2 separate regions of the Danio rerio genome follow, and region 2 is linked to region 1. A link is a contact called in public Micro-C data. All regions are on one chromosome and are shown on one strand. The core of a region is the stretch at or near the end of the contact, and the rest is flanking DNA. Distances in the headings are between cores, read along the strand shown.

Region 1 (3,766 bases), core at 1,106-3,605:
GTATTTCTCACAACACTATTTACATCTGCACAACAGTTAATGCATTTCTCTAAACAATTAGTCATTTGTGCACATCATAGTAGCAGTTTCTCATTCCTTCCAACATATTGCAGATGCTTTTAGACATGCATCAACTGCTTTCATACAACTCTCTGCTGTCATAACATTGTCATTTGCTTATGTCAGTCAAAATTAACTAAACTTGTGAATGCTATATAATAAAATTCTAAAAATCATTTTCAACACTTTAATACAAATTTTGTTACTTGAATAGATCACAAACATAAGTTGACAACAGTTGTGAAGATTGTCTTATTTATGACAGGTTCATGTCCTTAACATTAATCTTGTCAGAATCCTGTCACTGACTTTGTCATCCAATTTTGATGAGAGCTTTCTGATTGACAAGTGCCCTGCCCCCCCTCTATGGAACCCCCCAATGAAGTCATGTGATTTCACTCACATGAAGTCCATGCTAAATTTATAATAAGTCCTGTTGCCTGAATTTTGTTAGAACAGAAATAAACACACAGAAGCTTAGGTGTCCCAGATTACCCAAATTCACACTACATTTTTATGCTAGTGTAACCCCGCCGGTCCTACGTCCCCCAACCCGCTCCGAGCCGGCGACTGTCCGCATGGGAGTCGGTTGCTCTACCAGGGAGGCTAAAGACCATGGCCTCTAGCGTCTGTCGGTAGAGCACCTTTAGAGGTCAGAGGAGTGAGGTTTACCTGCACAGCACTTTCCACCTGGCCTCCCTTACACTCACCCCCTTAAACCTCCCTCCCATCCGGGTCACGGCACCAATTTAACCCCACCAGTCTTACACCACCCAACCCACTCCAAGCTGGTATCGAACCGGCGAGTTTCCGCATGGGAGTCAGTTGCTCTACCAAGGAGGCTAAAACACCTTTAGAGGTCACAGGATTGAGGTTTAGCAGCACAGCACTTACTAGCTGGCCTCCGTCACACTAAACATTCATTCATTCATTTTCTTGTCGGCTTAGTCCCTTTATTAATCCAGGGTCTAAGAAAAACTTATCCAGCAAGTTTTTACGCAGCAGATGCCCTTCCAGCCACAACCCATCTCTGGGAAACATCCACACACACATTCACACAAACACTCATACACTATGGACAATTTAGCCAACCCAATTCACCTGTACCATATGTTTTTGGACTGTGGGGGAAACCGGAGCACCCGGAGGAAACCCACGCGAAAGCAGGGCAACATGCAAACTCCACACAGAAACGCCAACTGAGCCGAGGCTTGAACCAGCGACCTTCTTGCTGTGAGATGACAGCACTACCTACTGCGCCACTGCTTCGCCCCACTAAACAAAACAGCAAGACTGAATTAAAAATGTGTTATTATTAGTAACAGTAATTGTTTATTTATATATTTTTGGGTTGTGAACGTAAGTTACTTCAAAAATTTTGTAATTACAAATTACATAACTTTAATTGTATTTAAATTGTATATTTTTATTACTGTCTGAAAAGTAGCCCAGTTACTAAATAAGTAATTCAATGTCAATAATAAAATATTTAGATAAAACACAGCCGCACAGAAATACATATGTAAGTAGGGGAAATAATAAACTAAGACTATTTATTTATTTATTTTACTCCTCATCTTTTCTTTTGTTTTTAGTAGATGATGTAGATCAGGGGTCACCAACCTTTTGGAAACTGAGAGCTACTTCTTGGGTACCGATTAGTGTGAAGGGCTACCAGTTATTAAATAACACATTTTTCTTAATTTACTTTTAATTATATGTTATTTTTAATAATTAATAATATTCATCTTTGTGAAGACATTAATCATGTTAATGATTTCTCACAGTAGTTGTCAACAATGATTTAACAAGTTAGATAAATATCAATATGCAACACTTCATTTGTCTGTAATTGTTTTTAAAGTATATATATAACTTAAAGTAATTTTCAAATTCACATCAATGCAAGTGTGATTTAAAAAGAATACATATAAAAATATTAGATGCAGCTTACTCTTATGTGGTGTTATGGTGAGCTATTTTGAGCCATGTTGGTGACCCCTGATGTAGATTATCACACGATATTATACCACTTACCGTTGTTAGTGTCACCATATATTCTCTCAAATCCTTTATTAGAGTCCGCTGTTTATATATAATAAAGCTTACTCACCGAAGACAGCCTTTAATCGATCAATAAACACTTTTATTCTGTGACAGAGCTCCCTCGTGTGGTTTTATCGTGAGCGCATTGAAAGCGCAAATGAGGTTTGAGATAAACCAGAGAACGCAGAGGGCGCATGCGTGGTGTTCACATCCGGAAGTGTTTTGTTTATAATCTCATGCTGGACCTACACAAACTGACCTAAGGACGACTTTACTCAATTCTAGCTAAAATGACTTAATATTTTGTCTCGAGCTTCAAGATAAAACGTCAACAGACTCTTCTGCAATATCAGGTTCAAGGTAATTTATCAAAATAATTAGGTAGACGTGCTATATTGATAAGTAGGCTACATTTGACGTGTGTTTCTGCTTTGACATTATTGGGGAACGTTAAAGTTGGTTTCATATTTGCACATTCAACCTTTATATAACTTTCATTCAAAATATACCTTCAGAAAATTATTCATTGCTAATTCTACACATGGATATCATATTATTAGCCAATGGCTACAAAAGTACAACATTGTTTACAGTCAATTAAATAGTGCAGTGATTCTCAAACTTTTTTCACTAAGTACCACCTCAGAAAAAAATGTCTCTCCAAGTACCACCATAATATATTGAAATGCAGTAGCGTAGTATGCCTAATTAAGCAGCCAAAGCTCTGCACTGTGCAAAAATGAGGCAGATTAATTTCTATTATTAGGAATATTTATTATTGTCAGCCATTTTAAACATAATAAATAGCTTGAACGTTAACACTGCACTATGCGTATACAATATACAATAGCTGTTCAACATTTTTACAGCAGCATAAATTCCCTAATCAGGGAAAGAAAACTGAAAACATTTACGCAGTTCCTAATGATAATAACAGAGCAACATATCACTTTACATATCACTTTACATTAATTTAGACCTAAAGCGAACAAATGTATATTTTTGATTATTCATGTCATTGTCTCCCTAGTAAATAAACTTATTATTTAAAATAAAAGAAATATTATGTTGAAAAAAGGTGTTTACAACTACAGTTTTCTTGTTTTGACACATTAGAATATGTCGCAAAGAAAATTAAAAAACAAAAAATTATAACCGGTCCATTAGTGTTTAGCCCTTTATAAATCTAAAATTTGATTCATAATGGTCTTAAAAACTTTGTAATTAAAATATCCAAAAATGATGTTTTCAAAATGCAAATTAAAATGAAGCAATGTATTTTTTTATAAAGACAGAAGCATCAAACTAAAGCTTTTTAACATAACCACATTGCCAAAAAATGTGGGGTGCAGTTTCCAAATGCAAAGAACAGGAGCCATTTATATCAGTATTCTTTTTTAATTAACTGATTAACTGTTATTTGTAACAAAAGATTTGTGAGTTAATGACCAAATTCTTTCTCATTTAGGAAATCTAACATTTTTTACAATAGGTAATAGAGCTAGGCTTGAAAACAACTTGGTTAAAAAAAGAGTCTGTAATCAATATTCAAAGTAGCTTGGTCAACAATTTAGAGACTGTGTCACAAGCTGTCACTGTTCAAAAATAAACAAATGTGCGAATATAAAACCAACCCCTGCTTAAAAAAAACAGCTTATGC
Region 2 (3,653 bases), core at 996-3,495, 140 kb before region 1:
TCAGATGTTTTGTCTTCAGTGAGGACTTAGAGAAACTTGTTCATGCTTTTATCAGCAGCAGGGTGGATTACTGTAATGGAGTCCTCACTGGCCTCCCCAAAAAGACAGACAGACAGTTGCAGCTGTAAAACACTATGATCACTTCTTCTCCATTCATCATAATGACTTACTGTACTTAGCCCTTTTTTTGTTCAGTGTTACACTTACTACAGACAGTACATGGGCCTACATAATTGCATTGTAAAATATTTCAGAATATTGTTTTCATACAAAACACACAAATACATGGTACCAAATATAGTTTACTATATTTTTCTCACAAAAACAGTGTACACAGTGTTCATCCCAACCAACACAAAGATGCACATAACGTGGTCTACATATGCCATCAACAGAAGTATTTACACAATACAGTTACAGTAAAAAAAAAAGTGTGGATTTTAGTCATAGACTTTCCATCCCCAGGCAGAAAAAAAAATCCTCAATAGGATTGAGGAATGGAGAATATGGAGGGAGAAAAACAACTAAAAAACGTGGGTGGGCAGTGAACCAGTTATGAACCAGATGAGCTCTGATTTCTGAATAGCAATTATGTGTAACAGGTGTTTACCCATGTGATGAGTTAGTATGCTAAGTAGGGCAACTAACTTTACAATTGTGAATGACAGTGCGTTCCTTGTAAAAACAAGAGTTTTTCTGCATGAAAATTGTGCCAAATACAGACAATTGTGTGTAGTGCTTTGAAAAAAAAAGTGTGTTTTAAACCTGCAATTTGAGTGTAAAGCAGGAATTGTACTTGTAGTTTAGCATAATTGGTTCAGGGGGTTGGTGCATCAGTTACATGTTGTAGTCATTGTGTCTGAAATACAAGTAACTGTGTGTAAACAATTTTAAAAAATTAAATAAACATAGGAACAATAGGGTTGTTGCTAGAGCGGATACGTTTGCGGCCGGAAGTTAACGCAAATTATTTCTATTATTTATCAAATTTTTCATTTGTTGTATTTTATCAACGTCTACCCCCACCCCAACCCTAAACCCAACCGTCACAGTAATGTAAAAACAGTTGTTGTACTGAGTATTAGTTATGTTATCTATTAAATTACCCAATAAAATGTATTTTTTAACGCCTACCCCCAACCCTAAATCCAACCCTCACAGTACTGTAAAAATATGAATTATTGTTATACAGTGTCATAACAAAATGCTGCTTTATTAATGTGCATATCGCACTTCCGGCCGGCCGCATATCCGATCTAGACTTTACCGAACAATAGGGTTTATGCAGTATGCTAATAGGACTTTTAATTTGCCAGTAATCTGGGTTAACCGCTTCCGGTGAACTATATGCCAATGCAAAATCGGTGCGTTTAAGGTCTGTTTTCTTTAAAAATCAGCGATCTCCACTGGCTGAGTGATATATAAAGTGGGTCCCAGATTGTACAAGAAGCACTGCATTAAATTACATTTTCTGCACCATGTCTTTAAAATATGAGCATTATTTTACCCCAGTATATACAATGGAGCTTCTGCGCCTGACTGCCATATCTGACGGGCGCTTGCGAGCAAACAGCTTTTTGTCTTGAGCAACTAAATGAATGCCAAAGTCTGTTTAATTGATTGTGTTTGAATTACATTACAACATCGATGCTGTAAAAGGAATCGTATAAGAGAAAAAAACTCACAATAACCAGTCACCGGAAGTTTATCAGTATTAGAACAACACTTGCTCGGCATATACCCTATTCCCCATGTTAATAATACAAATAGTCTATTAAATGGTTTAAATTATTCATTTATTAATTGCTACAAATCCACGAATTACCAATTATATGTGCAAAACAGCCTATATTTATGCTTTACGTGACATTATTGGCGAATTTGGCTTGAATGAAATTAAATCTCTTGTATCACACGATAGGCGTGTCACTGAGTGAGCTCACTCTCTGATTGGTTGATTGCTCTAGTCGCTCCCACCGCACTCAAAACAAGCATGGTGCTACAAAGCAAGCAAGAGGATGCAAAGCTCTCGCGGAAAATGGAGATCAATTTGCGGTTAGTATCTCTGTTTTTCCTCCCTGCGTTGTGATATTATAACGTTTTCCTAACGCTTTTCTCCTAGTTCTGAAACTTGCTTTACTCTTATCCCTTATTAAGTGGAGAACTTTAGTGCTGTATCTTCACAACAGCTTTGTGGAGAAGAGTTTGGGCGTTGTCAGCTAATGCTAATGCGTTGTTGTACATACCGCACTCTATCATCTGTAAATATAACGTACAGAAAGCGAATATTATACACTGAGTAGGCCCATACAGTATATCCTGAAGAAATACAACAACCAAAGTGTTCAACCTTTGAATGTTATGTCCACAGTAGAACAGCAGGAGGAGGTGTTGGACAGCAAAAAAGCAGTGCATCTCGTTCACTTCAGGATCATGATGAAGTTTAGCATGTCCATGAGCTTATATTTTCGTGCCCTTTATGAAATGCTATGAGTGATTTGTCCATATAACATGATGATGATAAAAAAGCATATTTATTACTGCATGTCTACATATTTTTCCCATTTAGGAAATAATTGTCTTTAAATTTTTGTGAGACTTTGTTTTTTCAGTGTTTTTTACTATGCTAAAATGTTATTTTAGGTCTTGCAACAACTTTATGACAACATCAACAATTTTAAAAGTGAACATTCAGCAATAACATTATAAAATTACAAGAGTATTGTTGTTAGCAGGGTGAGAATTACAGGGGATTTGATTCTTTAAATTAAATAGTGTAAAAGTTTGTATTAAATAAAAATAATACTTATTGTTATTAAAAATAAATTGATTTAAAAATACATTTACCTGGCACTATATTGGTTCATTATATTGGTACGCCCAGCAAAAAGGTGGGAAAATATTCAATCTAGTACCAATCCGCCCTATATGTGGACTACACACGGCACCTGGCATAGGTGAATCTAATCTATCTATCTATCTATCTATCTATCTATCTATCTATCTATCTATCTATCTATCTATCTATCTATCTATCTATCTATCTATCTATCTATCTATCTATCTATCTATCTATCTATCTATCTATCTATCTATCTATCTATCTATCTATCTATCTATCTATCTATCTATCTATCTATCTATCTATCTATCTATCTATCTATCTATCTATCTATCTATCTATCTATCTATCTATCTATCTATCTATCTATCTATCTATCTATCTATCTATCTATCTATCTATCTATCTATCTATCTATCTATCTATCTATCTATCTATCTATCTATCTATCTATCTATCTATCTATCTATCTATCTATCTATCTATCTATCTATCTATCTATCTATCTATCTATCTATCTATCTATCTATCTATCTATCTATCTATCTATCTATCTATCTATCTATCTATCTATCTATCTATCTATCTATCTATCTATCTATCTATCTATCTATCTATCTATCTATCTATCTATCTATCTATCTATCTATCTATCTATCTATCTATCTATCTATCTATCTATCTATCTATCTATCTATCTATCTATCTATCTATCTATCTATCTATCTATCTATCTATCTATCTATCTATCTATCTATCTATCTATCTATCTATCTATCTATCTATCTATCTATCTATCTATCTATCTATC

The links. Hi-C and Micro-C count contacts between places; a contact is called where the count stands out from the background.
Region 2: a contact with region 1 is called in a Micro-C map of caudal fin, with 4 times the contacts expected there. The contact joins the enhancer-like site here to the promoter of tmem230b in region 1. A contact is called at or near these places in 2 of 18 Hi-C or Micro-C datasets (caudal fin and an unstated tissue).

Annotation. Positions count from the first base shown.
Region 1 is chr8:6,491,980-6,495,745 of GRCz12tu, reverse strand. tmem230b (transmembrane protein 230b) reads left to right here and starts at 2,355. Exons shown (of 4, transcript NM_001102640.1): 1 at 2,355-2,466.
Region 2 is chr8:6,633,798-6,637,450 of GRCz12tu, reverse strand. No RefSeq gene overlaps it. Among named protein-coding and RNA genes, the nearest start is that of dpysl2a, 78 kb to the left of the region's middle. Within about 2 kb of position 2,245, at least 5 of the 62 cell types and tissues checked have an H3K27ac peak or open chromatin away from gene starts, as enhancers often do.